Regions from separate parts of the Sus scrofa genome. Here all the other regions are linked to region 1. The links are chromatin contacts, called in public Hi-C and HiChIP or PLAC-seq maps. All regions are on one chromosome and are shown on one strand. The core of a region is the stretch at or near the end of the contact, and the rest is flanking DNA. Distances in the headings are between cores, read along the strand shown. Region 1 holds the start of EGLN2 (egl nine homolog 2). Region 2 holds the start of NUMBL (numb-like protein). Region 3 overlaps NUMBL (numb-like protein).

Region 1 (4,734 bases), core at 732-3,231:
GGCACTCCCTACAGGGCCTTCTCCATACACCACCAAAGCTTGGACTCAAGGCCAGGGTCCTCACACCCCCTCCACGGAGAGAATTAATTTGTCAGCAAACCAAAAAGGCTCTGTGGACCACTGTCATGTGCAGGGCTCCTGACTCCAGGTTCCTGAACGGGCAGCCGGAAGCCCAGATCACCGCCCATACACTCCAATCAAATAAGCATTTTTCTTAAGACAGGGTCTGTGGCTTTGGCAGATTCTCAAAAAGGCCCAGGTTCCAAAAAAAGATTAACTACTACTCTTAAACAGGAAAAAAGGGCCAAGAGACACAAAGGCAGAGGATCAAGAAGACAGACCAGAGCCAGACATAGATGAAGTGATGGACAGACAGCAAAACGGAGAGAATGGAGGACAGGGACTAGGTCGAGGAGGGATGGGAAAGATGGGGACACAGCCGCCCCCGAGCCCAAGGAAGTCGCCCCTAATGCAAATGCATAGTGTCCGGCATACAGTGCACAATGCAGCCCAGCCCCAGGTACAGGGGGCAGTGCCTCCTCCCTCAGCCTGGCATGGGCCTCACCACTGCCACCCTCCCCCACTTCCCCTACTGGTTCTCCTACCCAGGAGCCAAAATGGACCGACCAGAGATAGACAGTGGACAGGACAGATTAGACAGACAGGAACGGATAAAAAAATAAGAGAACAAGGAAAACTAAAGACAGAGACAGACAGACACATGCAGACAAACAGAGGCAGAAACCTGGGCCTGTCTACACTGACCATTCTTGGTCTAGGAGCGATGAACAGAGAGCAGGGGGCTTGAATCCCACCATGGCCCAAGCACAGGTGTGGGGCTCTGAATGTCAGCACCTCTCCTCAGATTCTTCAAGAGGATACCTGGCAAGGTCAAGAACCGCTATGACTACAGGTCAAACCCATGGTTTACAGGCGCACAAACTAAGGCCCACAGGAAGCGAGGGTCCAAAGTGAACTCAGACAGCCCCCACACTAGAGCTGCCTAAACCCCCGTGTGACTCCACAAGCCTGTCTCCAAGACGACTGGTGCTCAGAGCACCAGACCTCCAACAAGTGCAGGGTGGCCGCCCCCCTCCCCGCCCCCCCACCAAGCCTCACCTTGGTGCGCCCGTTGATGACGTAGCTGCCCAGCCTCCCAGCACAGTGGCGGATTACAGCATCCACGTGGGCCATAAGGCACCAATGCTTCGGCAGCCGGGCTCATGGCCTTCCACCCAGGCAATCTGGTCCCCACGGATGCTGCGTGGCGGGATAGCCCGCTGGCTCACTAGCTGCCCGTCACGCAGGCGCCCGCCCCGCTTCAGGGCCTCCACCTCGGCCAGCACACGGCCACCTAGTGCCGCCCCCAGGAAACTGTCCTTGACGCAGATGCCATAGTACCGCATGCAGGGCACAATATAGTCCAGGGCCAGGCGCTCCGGTGCAGCGGGCAGCACCTCCTCCCTCAGCCCAGCACTGGGCTCACCACTGCCACTGCTGCAGCCCTCCCCCTCGGCCTCAGCCTCCTGGTTCTCCTGCCTGGCCCAGGGCCGTTTGCTGGGTGCGGGGGCATCCCCACCACCCTCTGCCCATTTCCGTTTGGGGGCCTCAGGCCGGGCGCCCTGGGCTGCCAGCCGCTGGCACCCCTTGGTGACCAGTGCCGCAGCACCCTCACTCTGCAGCGGCCGCAGCTCGCCGCCATCCTGCCCACCGAAGCCCTCCCGCAGGGGGCTGGCTGTGGTGGAAGTAGCTGTGGCTCTGGGGGTCCCACTTCCCGCCGAGGCCTCACCAGGCGCTCCTGGACAGTGGTAGGAGGACAGCAGGGGACAGGGCAGGTAACTCTCCACCCCCATCCTGGCCCGGTTAGGCTCCAACGGTTCTGACACGGAACCAGGCAACTGAGGGAGAGCCTGACTCAGGGGCTGCGGCTGGCACGGGCTGTCCATGGCAGCAGTGTCTTCATCCCCCGGGCATGGAGGGCACGGCCCAGGCCCATGGTGCCACCCTCCTCCACCTCCTCCTCCTCCACTTGATGCAGCCGGGGGCCAGGGCAGCTGGGCCTGGCGTGGGGCAGGATGAGGCAGGGCAGGTGACAGAAACTTTTCTCGTGCCCTGGGGGTGCTCGCTGGTCCCCAAATCCTCTGATGTCCCTAGGGGCTTGGGAAGAGAACTGTCACGATGGCTGGAGAGAGAAAAAGAAAAAGGAATGTGAGAAGAGCTACAGGCAAGCGGGCTGGGGGAAGTGGTGAGGAATGGCAGGGGCAGTAGAGGAGAAGACAGGCTAAGCTAGGAAGACCCCCAAAACCGGAGGCCACATGGGGAAAGACTGGGAACTAGGAGGGAATCACCAAGAGACAAGGAGTAATGAGGGGCAGCTGGAGGAGTGACCAGTAGATGACCCAAAGACAGAGGACAGCGCTGGGAGTGGTGGGAGAAAGCATCCCCAGAAGGACACAGACCCACACACAGAAAAGGAGGAAGGGACGCGAAGTAGAAAAGGATGGAGAGTGGGAAGCAGTCGAGTTAAAAACAGACAGAGAGGAATTGGGGGGGGGGTCTACCTGGAAGACACAGAGGGAATGAGGGGATCCCAGACAGGGGCATCTGGACGGCGCAGAGACAAAAAAAACACACCGGAGAAGCTAGGAGGGTGAGCCTGAGACAGCCGGACAGAACGGGCAGGAGGGGTCGACCTGAGCCGAACCGGAGGAAGCCCGCTGGGGGCTGACACACACCCAGACGGAAGGGAGTCGTGGGAGCAGGGTCCACAGCGACAGAGGGCAGGGTGGAGGAGGGTTCTCACACACACACACAGCGACAGGACGATGGGAAAAAAGCGCCCCCCTCCCAAGTCCCTTCGGTGTGGGCGCTGGGGCCCCCGTGGGGCGCAGCAGGCGACGGAGGCAAGGCCCAGGGACCGCCTGGACCCCGTGCCCCCACCTCTCCCCTCCCCCTCGCCCTCCGCCCGCCGCGCGCTCCCCCCTACTCCCCCGAACAGCCGGCGTTCAACGTACCCGGCGCGCGTTCCCTCCCCCCACGCCCCACCCCCACCCTCCCCACCCCAGGGTCGCCATGCTCCGCCACGGCGTGCCCGGCGTGCGCCCCCACACCGCGTCCGGCTCGCGACGCACCCCGGCTCGAACGCCTTCCCTGCCCCGCTCGTTTCCCTCCCCGCGTTCTCCTCACCCAGCTTTTTCCTCCGGCCCCGGCGCCGCCGTTTGTGCCAGCCGCCCTGCGCCGCACAGCGCGCCATACCCCGCCCCCACCACCCGCGACGCTCCGCCCCCGCCTCGCCCGGTGAGCACGTGACCGCGTCTGAGCGGAGGAGACGGGGCTTGCGCAGGCGCGAGCCTCGCAGGGCGGGGCGAGGAAGTTTAGAACACCCGCCTCCCTCGAGAAAGGGGAAACGGGTCCATCTCCGACGCAGGGCTTATTTGCACTCTCCGCTCCGCCCCTTTTGCGCGAGAAGAAGAACGCTGTTAGGCAGGGCTAGAACCGTTGGGGTCGGCCAAGCGAGTGGGAGGGGTATGTAAATGAGACTATTTACATAAACAGGCCCACCCCCTCAGAGCCGCGAGCGCTGAGTAGCGGAGGTCCGGGAGCGGCATGTAAATGATTGACATTATTTACATGGACAGCTCCGCCTTCTCACGGCCCAAGAATAGGAATGAGATATGGAGAAATGTCTACGCAATTAGTTGGGAAATGTATGTCAATTTGCACGACAGTAATTTACCTAAGGACTTTTTATAACGGCGAAGAAAAGAGCAGACGTCCTTGAGAAAAGGGAGAGAAGACTAGAAGGGATATGCAAGTGTATCCTGACCCCTCTGCCCTGCCCCATCGGGACAACTGAGTGGAGTCAGAATCAAACAGTCTAGGAAAGCTGCTCAGAGAAGACATTTGCATGACAGCCTCGAGTCTTTTGAACGTTCTGGACGACCAGGCCTCCAGTGAGGGTGGTTAAGGCCAACCTGGGGATGGGAGAGCAGTTGGGAGTGTCCTCAGCAGGCTGCACCTGTCCCTGGCAGAGCACGTGCGGGTGTCAGCAGTTCACCTGGACATAAAAGGTAACACACTGAGCTCAAATATCAACAGGGGGCAGGGTTATCCCAAAGCGCACACAGTCTCCAGGAACGCAAAGGGCTCATGGCCACACACAGGTGTATCAAAGGAGCCAAATTCACACCAAAACACACAAAGACCTCAGGGGCACACCAACAGTCACACCAAATAGACTGCCTCAGACTTTCAGGCATCAGACATGCAGAGCCATCACACCCAGCCCAGACCCAGGGCCCACCCACAGGCCTGAGTTCTCATTCGCTGACCTCCGGGTCCCAACCAACACCAGCCTGGTGGACACAATCACCAAGGACACAGAGTATTCACAAGCAACAATGTCACACACGCAAGCAGCATACATTCCTACAGAACCCATCGCACCCATCACAGAGGGGCGTCAGTGTCACACATCTGGGCAAACTCCCTCCATGACAGACACCCGAGTGCCATGGAGTCATGGTGGACTCCATCCCCCACCATGTCTAACACCAAGACATGGTCCCCAGACACCATCAGGGACCTCTTCTGCCTCCCCTTCCTCCCCACCACCCCAAAATGATAGAGGCCATGATACAGGTGTAAACAATGCTTTATGGGGGTTGGGGGTGGGGACGGGACAGGCCTCCAGGTAATAAATAACACGTACTCGCAATGGCAAGGGCCAGGGAA
Region 2 (4,449 bases), core at 1,469-3,968, 84 kb after region 1:
GCTCCCGCTTCTGTCTGTCTGTCCATGTGCCCTTCACGCCCCACGTGAACCCATGGCTGGAGCGCCGCTCAGCTCTGCACCCTCACTTGTCACACAAAGGTTTCTACCGAGGGCCTCCTCAGTGCAGGACCCTGTGCCCTTGGGACTAAACCCAGCCAGGATCCCTGCTCTCCTGGGGCTCCAAGTCTAGGGCAGGAACCAGACCTCAACAAGGTGATCACAGAGATGGCCCAGGGGCAGCCTCAGAGGCAGGTCCAGGTCATGGTCCCATCCTGGCCCAGTTGAGTGTTTGGACCCACGGGCGGCACCTGACATCTGTTTTCCTCTGTGCTATTTCCCTGGGGGTGGTTTCCAGGCAGACTCTGCCTTCCCGGCCAAGTGGGCAGAACCCCTGACCACCAAAGCCCAGCTGTAGGCTCTGGAACAGTCTTGAGAGAGACACAGACAGCGGTAAGGAGGCCAGGGGGAGGCCTCTAGGTGAGAGGGCTTAAGTAGATCCCACCTCCAAACCCCCCCTTGAACCCCTCTGACCCTGTGCCCACACCTGTCTCCCCAGGTGGTGATGGCTGCAGCCAATGGAGACCGAGACCGGGTCCTGCAGAAGTCGAGGGATCTCAGATTCCTCACTGGCTTTGAGACCAAGGTTGGGAGAGTAGGGGCTGCTGTCTCTTGGAGAAAATGGGGAGCTGCTTAGCTCTACTGGGGGCCCTGGGGCTGCTTGGCCACTCAGGAACCCTGAGAAAGAGGGCACCACTTATCTGTTCTAGGGGAGGGAGCAGGTCTGCTGGTGGATACCGGATACCAGGGCTTGGGGAATGGAGGCAGCTTCTCTGTTCTAGAGGCAGTGGGGGCAACCTGTCTACTGGGGTCCCTGAGAGGGCAGGAAGGACTCTTTCTTTGGGGAGGAGCAGGTGGCTCCTTGTCTCCTAGGGGCTCTGGAAGGGGTGGAGGCTGCCTATTCTGCTTCGGGGAGTTGGGGGCTGGTGTTTGTTCTGGAGGGTCTTGGGGGGATGGAGGGCTGTCTGTCTACACTGGGTGCCTCTGGTCTCCCCGACCCCCAGGCATTCTCTGACGCCCACGTGGAAGCGGTGATGATCCTTGGGGAACCCTTCGCCACCCAGGGCCCTTACGACTTTGGGGCGGGGGACACTGCCCGCCGCGTGCAGGGCCTTATCCCTGTGCTGCTGCAGCACCGGCTTCGCCCACCCCCCGAAGAGACCTATGCCCTGCACCGAAAGCTGGCAGGGGCCTTCCTGGCCTGCTCCCGCCTCCGTGCCCACATTGCCTGCCGGGACCTCTTCCAGGACACCTACCACCGCTACTGGGCCAGTCGCCAGGCGTAGCCACCACCCAAAGCCTCTTGACCAGAGGGGATGTCTGCTCAGACCCCTCAGAGAGCTCCATCTCTCTCAGGGACTCCAGCCCCACGGCAGGCCATCCCCTGCTATGAGGCCTCCTTCCCACGCTGCTCCAGCTCTGGGGACCCCGCCCTTGGGCTTCCCAGTCTTGCCTAGCTCCCTGGCTCACCCAGGGCTGGGGAACCCCGGGACTAGGGAACTCCCAGCTTCATGGCACCATATCCTGCTCTCCCCACTGCGAAGGGGGCATGTGGGCACTCTATCCAGATATGAATTTGTTTCTGCCAACATTTGAGAAAGCCTTAGGCCCCTGTGCACTGCCATCGCGGAGAACCAGACACATCCTGAGAGGGAGTCCCTCACCTCGGCCTCAGGTCTCCCACAGATGTGGCCAGTGAAAGAGGAGAGGCGGTGGGTGGTGGGGGCAGCCTTCACCTTTGCCTCCCTCACTCCCGCACCAGCTGCCTTCTCCCCACTTCCATCCTCTCTGTGTGGTGGGGAGGGCATGGGGGTGAGATTAAACTTTTAGTCCTAATAAAAGTGGCCCTCCCCTTCCCCCAGCTCTTTTCTCTGCTCCTGGAGGGGAGGGGGGGAGCTCACAGGCTGCCTCCAGGTGCAGATGGCCAGCCCCCTCCCACCCTCTTGTCTGAAAGCCCCAGTCCTGCCTGGGCCATCTGTTGCGGGGAACCTCCTTCTCCCCTTTCCCTACCCCCCCCCCGCCCCTCCCGCACGTGCTGACCACCTGCTCCGAAGGCTGCGGCAGCTGAGAACATGCCCCCCCCAGCACACACACACCACCTCCCAGTCTCTTGGCTCCTTCTCCTCGGCTCCCAGCAACCTTGCTTTTGCTAATGGGCCTTAATGCCCCGGCCAGCTGCTTTGCCAAACCCACAGGACTGGGCGGGGAGCGGATGGTGGGGGGGCACTGGGGCGGCCACAACCGCGCCCGGGTCCCAGCCTGGCGCCCTCGCCCCCAAAGCTGAACCGATCGCGCTCCGGGTCCAGTCCATTCCCCCTCCCCTTCCCAGCAAAAAGTGCCTCGTCACCGCTTCTGCCCGCCCCCGCTGGGCTGGGAGAACTGTGGGGTTAGCTAGAAGATTTGGGAATGTGGGGCTGCAAGGCGTCTCCAGAGGCGACTCTTTCGGACACGGAATTTAAGGGGATCTGAGGTCGGGGGTCACGGAAGGGAAGGGCTCTCACGCCTGGACCGACCTCGGGGGAAGGTCTCAGCTGTGTTCACGTGCATGCTCAGCCCAGCACTGGCCAATGGGCGTGGCGGGGCGGTGGCCACACCGGAGAAGGCGGAGTCTTATTTGTGTATAGGCGTGGCCTGCTGGTCAAGGGGCGGGGCCTCCCAGCATATCCAGCAGGCGGCGGGCCAATGGGCGGGGCTGGGGCGGGGAGCAGAGGCGGGAGGGGCGCTCCCCCGCCCCTGGAACGGAATCCTCCCGGGAGCGGAGCAGGCTAGCGCGCGTGCATCCCGCACCATTCCCGGCCCCCGGCCCGGGCCCGCGTCAGACCGAGCTGCCGCCGCCGCCACAGGAGCAGCAGCAGCTTTCGGGGATCCGGGCCCAGCTGGGGCCGCGGGAGGCGGGGGCGCCCGGACCCTGGATGTCCCGCAGCGCGGCGGCCAGCGTGAGAAGGGCGGGAGAGGGGGGCTCGGGTGGGGGGCGGCGCCGCTGCTGATGTGGCGAAGGGTGGGAGGAGGCCGCGGCGCCCGGATGGAGAGAGGGTGCCAAGGCTGAGGAGGGTGGTCCCGGGTGGGGGTCCAGGAAGAGACTCCCCACCAAGCCAGATCTTGGGAGACAGGGGTCTCCGGCACAGGCCCTCTCTTGCCAAGGACCTGGAGATAGGGATTCCGGACACAGACCTCCCTCTCAAAAAAATCAAGGGCAGGGGGACAGATTCTAGGTACAACTCCCTAGGCAAGATTTTGGGGACGGGGTCTGAGACGCAGCCCCCATATCAAGCCAAGGCCTCCAGGAAGGGATTCCAGACCGGATGCAATCCTTACCCCTCCCTGCCTGAGGGGGTTCTTGAGCACAGCAACCCTCTAGGCAAGGTCTTGAGAATGGGGTCCCTGGGCACTGCTGCCCCACCAAGCCAAGGCCTTGGGGGGATTCCAGGCACAGTCTGATCCCAGGCCTCAGAGGCGCCCTGGGCACAGCATTTCCCCCCCCCCCCCCCCCGAGTCCTTGGGCGGCGTCCTGGGAACAGCCCCTTCTCAAAACAAGGTCTCTGTGCCTGGGACTCCATACCCCCTCTGCCCGCCCAAAGCCTGAATAAAATAGGGGAGATTTCAGGCAACCCCCCACCCACCCCCAAAGGCTTGGTCAAAGGTCCCAGGGCACAGGTCTCTTGGGCCGCCCCCTTTGTCCCTGGGGCTGCCCAGCTGTCTGGGAGGGGCCCCACCTGCAGACAATGCGCCACCTCCCCTCTGGGTTCTGGCCCCCTAAGCTCCAGGATTCAGGCTGGGCCAGGGGGCGGCTCCCCAGGGACCCGGTGCTGGGGGTGCAGCGTCTGCGGTGATGGAGGCTTTGTGTATGTATGGTACCTGGGGGGAAGCAGGGAAGCAAGCAATTGATGGGGAGGTGGCTGAGAGTGTGACCCTGTGTATTTGTGACTGTGGCTGCCTGCGTGTGTGTGTGTGTGTGTGTGTTTGTGTGTGTGTGTGAGAGAGAGAGAGCGAGAGAGAGAGCGAGCTGCAGCTGGCAACTATGAGGAATTTGTGTGTGTGTTTCATGCTTGTGGTTGGGTATGGTAGCGTCTGTGATCGTGTCTGTGTGTGATCCCAGCATTTGTGTGGTTGTGTATGACTGCTGCTCACTGCAGAACCCTCTGCTTTTCAGTCTGTCTGTGTTGGAGTGTGTGCATGGTAGTGACTGTGTGGTTGTGTCCATGACGATGTCTTTTGTGACCCCATGCATGGTAATTCTAACTGGCTGTGTGACAGTGTTATCTGTTGGGTCTGGGGCTGGGCCTGTGTGTGAAGATGTGACTAAAGATGTGGGTGGAGTTGTGACTGTAAGTGGAGTTGTGTCTAGGACTCTGTGTCCATGTGTGTGTTGACTGTCCTCGTGGCTTTGAGTGT
Region 3 (4,578 bases), core at 4-2,503, 100 kb after region 1:
GACCTACACCACAGCTCACGGCAATGCTGTATCGTTAACCCACTGAGGGAGGCCAGGGGTCGAACCTGCAACCTCATGGCTCCTAGTCGGATTCGTTTCCACTGCATCACAACGGGAACTCCAAATTGTAAAGAATTTTATCATGGAGTTCCCCTTCCAGTGCGTCAGGATTGGTGGTGTCTCTGGAGCGCTAGCACGAAGGTTCGATCCCCAGCCCAGCACAGTGGGTTAAAGATCCAGCGTTGCCACAGTGGCATAGGTCAGGACTGCAGGAGCTTCTGATCCCCAGCCCAGGAACTCCATATTCCTTGGGGCAGTCAAAAAAGAAAAAAGAAGAAGAAAAAAAAGGATTTTATCATCAACAAAGCAGATTACACAGGGTAGTTAACGTAGGGCCCGAAGATACGTTTTACTGTTTGCAGAAGAACCTGCAGAGTACACATCCTGTCACATTATGAGTCTTTACTATTTGTATAGGATAGTAGAGTTTACAGAGTACATCAAATGCTTTAGAGTTTGCAAAAGATTTTGCTGTTTCCAGAGGATATTATATTTCCAGGTACTTTGCATTTTTTATTCGTATTTTTATTTTATTTTTTGTCTTTTCAGGGCCACACCTGTGGCATATGGAGGTTTCCAGGCTAGGGGTCCAATCCAAGCTGTAGCCACCGGCCTACACCACAGCCACAGTGATGCGGGATCCGAGCCACATCTGCGACCTACATACACCACAGCTCAGGGCAACGCTGGATCCCTGAGCGAGGCTAGGGATCGAACCTGCCACCTCATGATTCCCAGTTGGATCCGTTTCCACTGCACCACGATGGGAACTCCTGCTTTGCATTTTAGAAAGCACTTTAGAGCTTGCTCAACAAAACGAGTTTACAGAGTGCAGCGCGATTTACCGAACACATCAGCGTTTTGCCCTTCGCGCACTGACTCCTGGTCTCGAGGCCCCGCACTTTCAGAAAGAGCTTTCTCCAGTTTAGGAGTTAGGAGCTTTCCACCAAGTTGTTTCTCAAGCTTTTGTCGAATTCCTGAGCATCCAACATTCACTGACTCAACTGGTCCTCTGAGGAGGCCTGTTTATTCCAGGTTTAGTTGGGGAAACAGGAGCCCAGACAGGGGAGGGGACTTCCTGACGCCCCAGCTGGTGGGGACAGAGGTGGCTTCCGGGTTCCAGCCTGTCCAGGGCTGTTTCCACTGGGTGACCCCCCTCCCGCTCCCCTACTCCGCCCTGCCTGGCCTGGGGCAGAGTCTCGTCGCGCCCCCTTGTGGAAGATGCGAGAAGCGCTGAGCAACCTCCCTGTCCTCTTGGGGCTCAAGTTTAACTGCGGCTCCTTGGAGGATGGCAGTGTTTTGAGTATTGGCAGGGGTGGGGAGGCCCTGCCATTGAAAAGCCCACCTCATGGAGTCCTTGTTGTGGCTCAGTGGCAAAGAACCCTATTGGCATCCATGAGGACCTGGGTTTGATCTCTGGCCTTGCTCAGTGGGTTAAGGATCCGATGTTGCTGTGAGCTGTGGTGTAGGTCGCAGGCACGGCTTGGATCCTGCACTGCTGTGGCTGTGGTGTAGGCCGGCAGCTGCAGCTCTGATTCGATCCCTAGCCTGGGAACCTCCATGTGCTGTGGGTGCGGTCCTAAAAAGACAAAAAGAAGAAGAAGCACACTTCTTGTGATAAGTGGGGAGACCAAGTACCCGAAGAGGACAGAGGACTGCCCCGGGGGGGGGGAGCCCAGGCTCCGGGGCCGAAACAATCTGGAAAACTCAGAGGAGAAACGTGCCAAGCTGAGTCTAGAACACTGGGCAGCAACTGGAGGAAAGGAGGGGTTCCTGAGGTGGGAGGACTAGTGGGGGTCAGAGACAGTGAGCAGAGCGGGTGGAATGACCGTGGAAGGCGGCACGATGTGCAGGGACCAGGCCGGAGACAGGAGAGCGCAGTCGTTGTGCAGACTCTGGCGTCGGCCTGCCCCTTCCTGGCAGTGTGGCTCAGGCAAGGCACCTACCTGCTGGGCCTCAGGGTCCACATCTGTAAAATGGGCATAGCGGTGGTCTCGACCTCATGGGGTTGTGAGTGTTGACAGAGTTGGAACGATGCCTGATACACTGGCCCTGCACCAAAGAAGTGTTTCTTAAATTAATCAGCAAAGGATCCGGAATTCCCTGGTGACCTTGCAGATAAGGATCTGACGATGTCACCGCTGTAGTGTGGTGGGTTTGATCCCCGGCCTGGGAATTTCTGTATGCCATGGGTTTGGCCGAAAAGTTAAAAAGCCAGCAAAAAGAAAGGGAGACAGAAGGTTTCGGAGGGAACAACAGCAAAATCAGCACAAGAAGATGGATGGGGACAGAAAGCTTGAGACACACAGAGGGTCAGGTTGGGTGACGACTCCCCAAAGGCCTTGTGGGAAGGCGGTCCTGGCTTGGGTGGGGATGAGGGACACTTCAGGGCTCTGGCCAGCTTGCCTTGAGGGCAGGGCACAATGGGTAAGGAAAAGAGTTAAGAGGTCTGGGGCCTCCAATGCCAAAGTGAGGTACCTAACCAGCTGTCCCCGCCTTGTTTCCAGCAGAGGCAGCAGCTGCCCCAACTGTGGCTCCTGGCCCTGCCCAGCCTGGGCACGTGTCCCCAACACCGGCCACCACATCCCCTGGCGAGAAGGGTGAGGCAGGCACCCCAGTGGCCGCAGGTACCACTGCAGCCGCCATCCCCCGGCGCCACGCTCCCCTGGAGCAGCTGGTTCGCCAGGGCTCCTTCCGTGGGTTCCCGGCACTCAGCCAGAAGAACTCGCCTTTCAAACGACAGCTGAGCCTCCGGCTGAATGAGCTGCCATCCACGCTGCAGCGCCGTACTGACTTCCAGGTGAAGGGCACAGGTGAGCCTGGGACTCAGTGGGAGGGAACATTGGGATGAATCTCTTTTAAGAGAGGTAAAGAAGAGGTGGGGGAGGAGTTCCCGTTGTGGTGCAGTGGAAACGAATCCGACTAGGAACCATGAGGTTGTGGGTTCGATCCCTGGCTTTGCTCGGTGGGTTAAGGATCCAGCGTTTCTGTGAGCTATGGTGTAAGTTGAAGATGAGGCTTGGATCTTGTGTTGCTGTAGCTGTGCCATAGACCAGCAGCTGTAGCTCCAATACAACCCCTAGCCTGGGAACCTTCATATGCGTTGGGTGTGGCCCTAAAAAGCAAAACAAACAAAAAAACCACCTGTCGTGGTTCAGAGGTAACAAATTTGACTAGTATCCATGAGGACTCAGGTTAAATCCCTAGCCTTGCTCAGTGGGTTAAGGATCCAGCATGCTGTAAGTGTTGCTGTGAGCTGTGGTATAGGTTGTAGATGTGGCTCGGATCCCGCATTGCTGTGGTGTAGGCCAGCAGCTGCAGCTCTGATTCAGCCCTTAGCATGGGCACTTCCATATGCTGCAGGTGTAGCCATGTGAAAAGAAAAAAAAAAAAAAAAAAGAGGTGGTACATACCATGTTTGATGAGCATTGTCTGCCATGGGCAAAGGAGAGGTAGAACACATCATGATCAATTAGCAGTGTCTGCCCCCAGCCTGGAAGAGGAGGGAGGAAGTCTAAGTTGTGATCAGTTAGTAATGTCTGCTCCAGGCAAGAAATGGTAGAAAGGTGGTACAAGTCATGACAGTACTGTTGGCTGTAGTTGGGAACTGAGAGAGATGGCATACATCACGATTGATTAGCAAAACTTCCACAGGCCAGGGAGAGGTGAGAAGCTGCCTAGATGCCATGTTTTTGCTCAGGAGGAGACTGAGGCACCACAGGCTCCCTCCATGCCTTTGGCCAGCACAGCCATGAGATCTGGCCAGGTGAAGGATACAGGTTCAGTGCAAGGAAGAATTATGATAGATTAACAACCTGTCTAGGACAGGGAGAAGAGAGTGATGGTACACATGAGCTCCTTATGGCGTCCGTCATGAGCCAGAAAAAAGGAGCGAAAGTGGCATGCCACATGATTAATTAGCAAACTTTTCAGTGAATAAGCGAAAGGAGAGAGTGGGGGTGTTATAGCTGAGTCCCAGAAGCAGTGACAATGCTGGATCACCAGGGAACTCAATAGATTCTTTTTTTAAGTTTTTTTTTTTTTTTTTTTTTTGGTCTTTTTAGGGCCGCACTTGCGGCATATGGAGGTTCCCAGGCTAGGGGTCTAATTGGAGCTACAGCTGCTGGTCTACACCGCAGCCACAGCAACACCAGATCCGAGCCATCCATGTCTGTAACCTACACCATAGCTCACGGCAATGCCGGATCCTTAACCCCCTAAGCGAGGCCAGGGATCGAACCCACAACCTCATGGTTCCTAGTTGGATTCATTTCCACTGTGCCACAACAGGAACTCCTTTTTTTTAAGGTTTTTATTTTTTCTATTATAGTTGATTTACAATGTTCTGTCAATGTCTGCTGTACAGCAAAGTGACCCAGTCATTTATACACACACACACACATATTTTTTTCTCACATTATCCTCCATCATGTCCCATCGTAAGTGACTAGATATAGATCCCTGTGCAATTCAGCAGGATCCAACAGATTCTCAGTGTTGCTTGTGGACAAAAGACTG

What was found. Hi-C and Micro-C count contacts between places; a contact is called where the count stands out from the background. HiChIP or PLAC-seq counts read pairs in DNA pulled down with a chosen protein or histone mark.
Region 2: an H3K27ac HiChIP or PLAC-seq map of skeletal muscle shows a contact between it and region 1. The contact joins the promoter of NUMBL here to the promoter of EGLN2 in region 1. A contact is called at or near these places in 13 of 47 Hi-C or Micro-C datasets (adipose tissue, blood, embryonic fibroblasts and 6 more) and 2 of 2 datasets of contacts at active chromatin or transcription factors (alveolar macrophages and skeletal muscle).
Region 3: a contact with region 1 is called in a Hi-C map of subcutaneous adipose tissue, with 2.2 times the contacts expected there. The contact joins the enhancer-like site here to the promoter of EGLN2 in region 1. A contact is called at or near these places in 3 of 5 promoter capture datasets (fetal liver, liver and skeletal muscle), 35 of 47 Hi-C or Micro-C datasets (adipose tissue, alveolar macrophages, blood and 17 more) and 2 of 2 datasets of contacts at active chromatin or transcription factors (alveolar macrophages and skeletal muscle).

The regions. Positions count from the first base shown.
Region 1 is chr6:48,999,513-49,004,246 of Sscrofa11.1, reverse strand. It overlaps EGLN2 (egl nine homolog 2), which reads right to left and starts at 1,981. Exons shown (of 6, transcript XM_013988588.2): 1 at 1,202-1,981; 2 at 1,120-1,199. The coding sequence starts at 1,946. It overlaps MIA (melanoma-derived growth regulatory protein), which reads right to left. Exons shown (of 14, transcript XM_021094410.1): 10 at 3,187-4,734; 11 at 1-2,182. RAB4B (ras-related protein Rab-4B) reads right to left here. Exons shown (of 12, transcript XM_003481855.4): 8 at 3,187-4,734; 9 at 1-2,182.
Region 2 is chr6:48,916,464-48,920,912 of Sscrofa11.1, reverse strand. NUMBL (numb-like protein) reads left to right here and starts at 2,718. Exons shown (of 10, transcript XM_021094402.1): 1 at 2,718-2,993. The coding sequence starts at 2,970. It overlaps COQ8B (atypical kinase COQ8B, mitochondrial), which reads left to right. Exons shown (of 15, transcript XM_013988587.2): 14 at 557-643; 15 at 1,062-1,913. The coding sequence ends at 1,343.
Region 3 is chr6:48,895,931-48,900,508 of Sscrofa11.1, reverse strand. It overlaps NUMBL (numb-like protein), which reads left to right. Exons shown (of 10, transcript XM_021094402.1): 8 at 2,571-2,873. Among named protein-coding and RNA genes, the nearest start is that of NUMBL, 20 kb to the left of the region's middle. Within about 2 kb of position 1,253, at least 11 of the 83 cell types and tissues checked have an H3K27ac peak or open chromatin away from gene starts, as enhancers often do. A contact at or near this core is called in adipose tissue, skeletal muscle and subcutaneous adipose tissue, where this site is marked.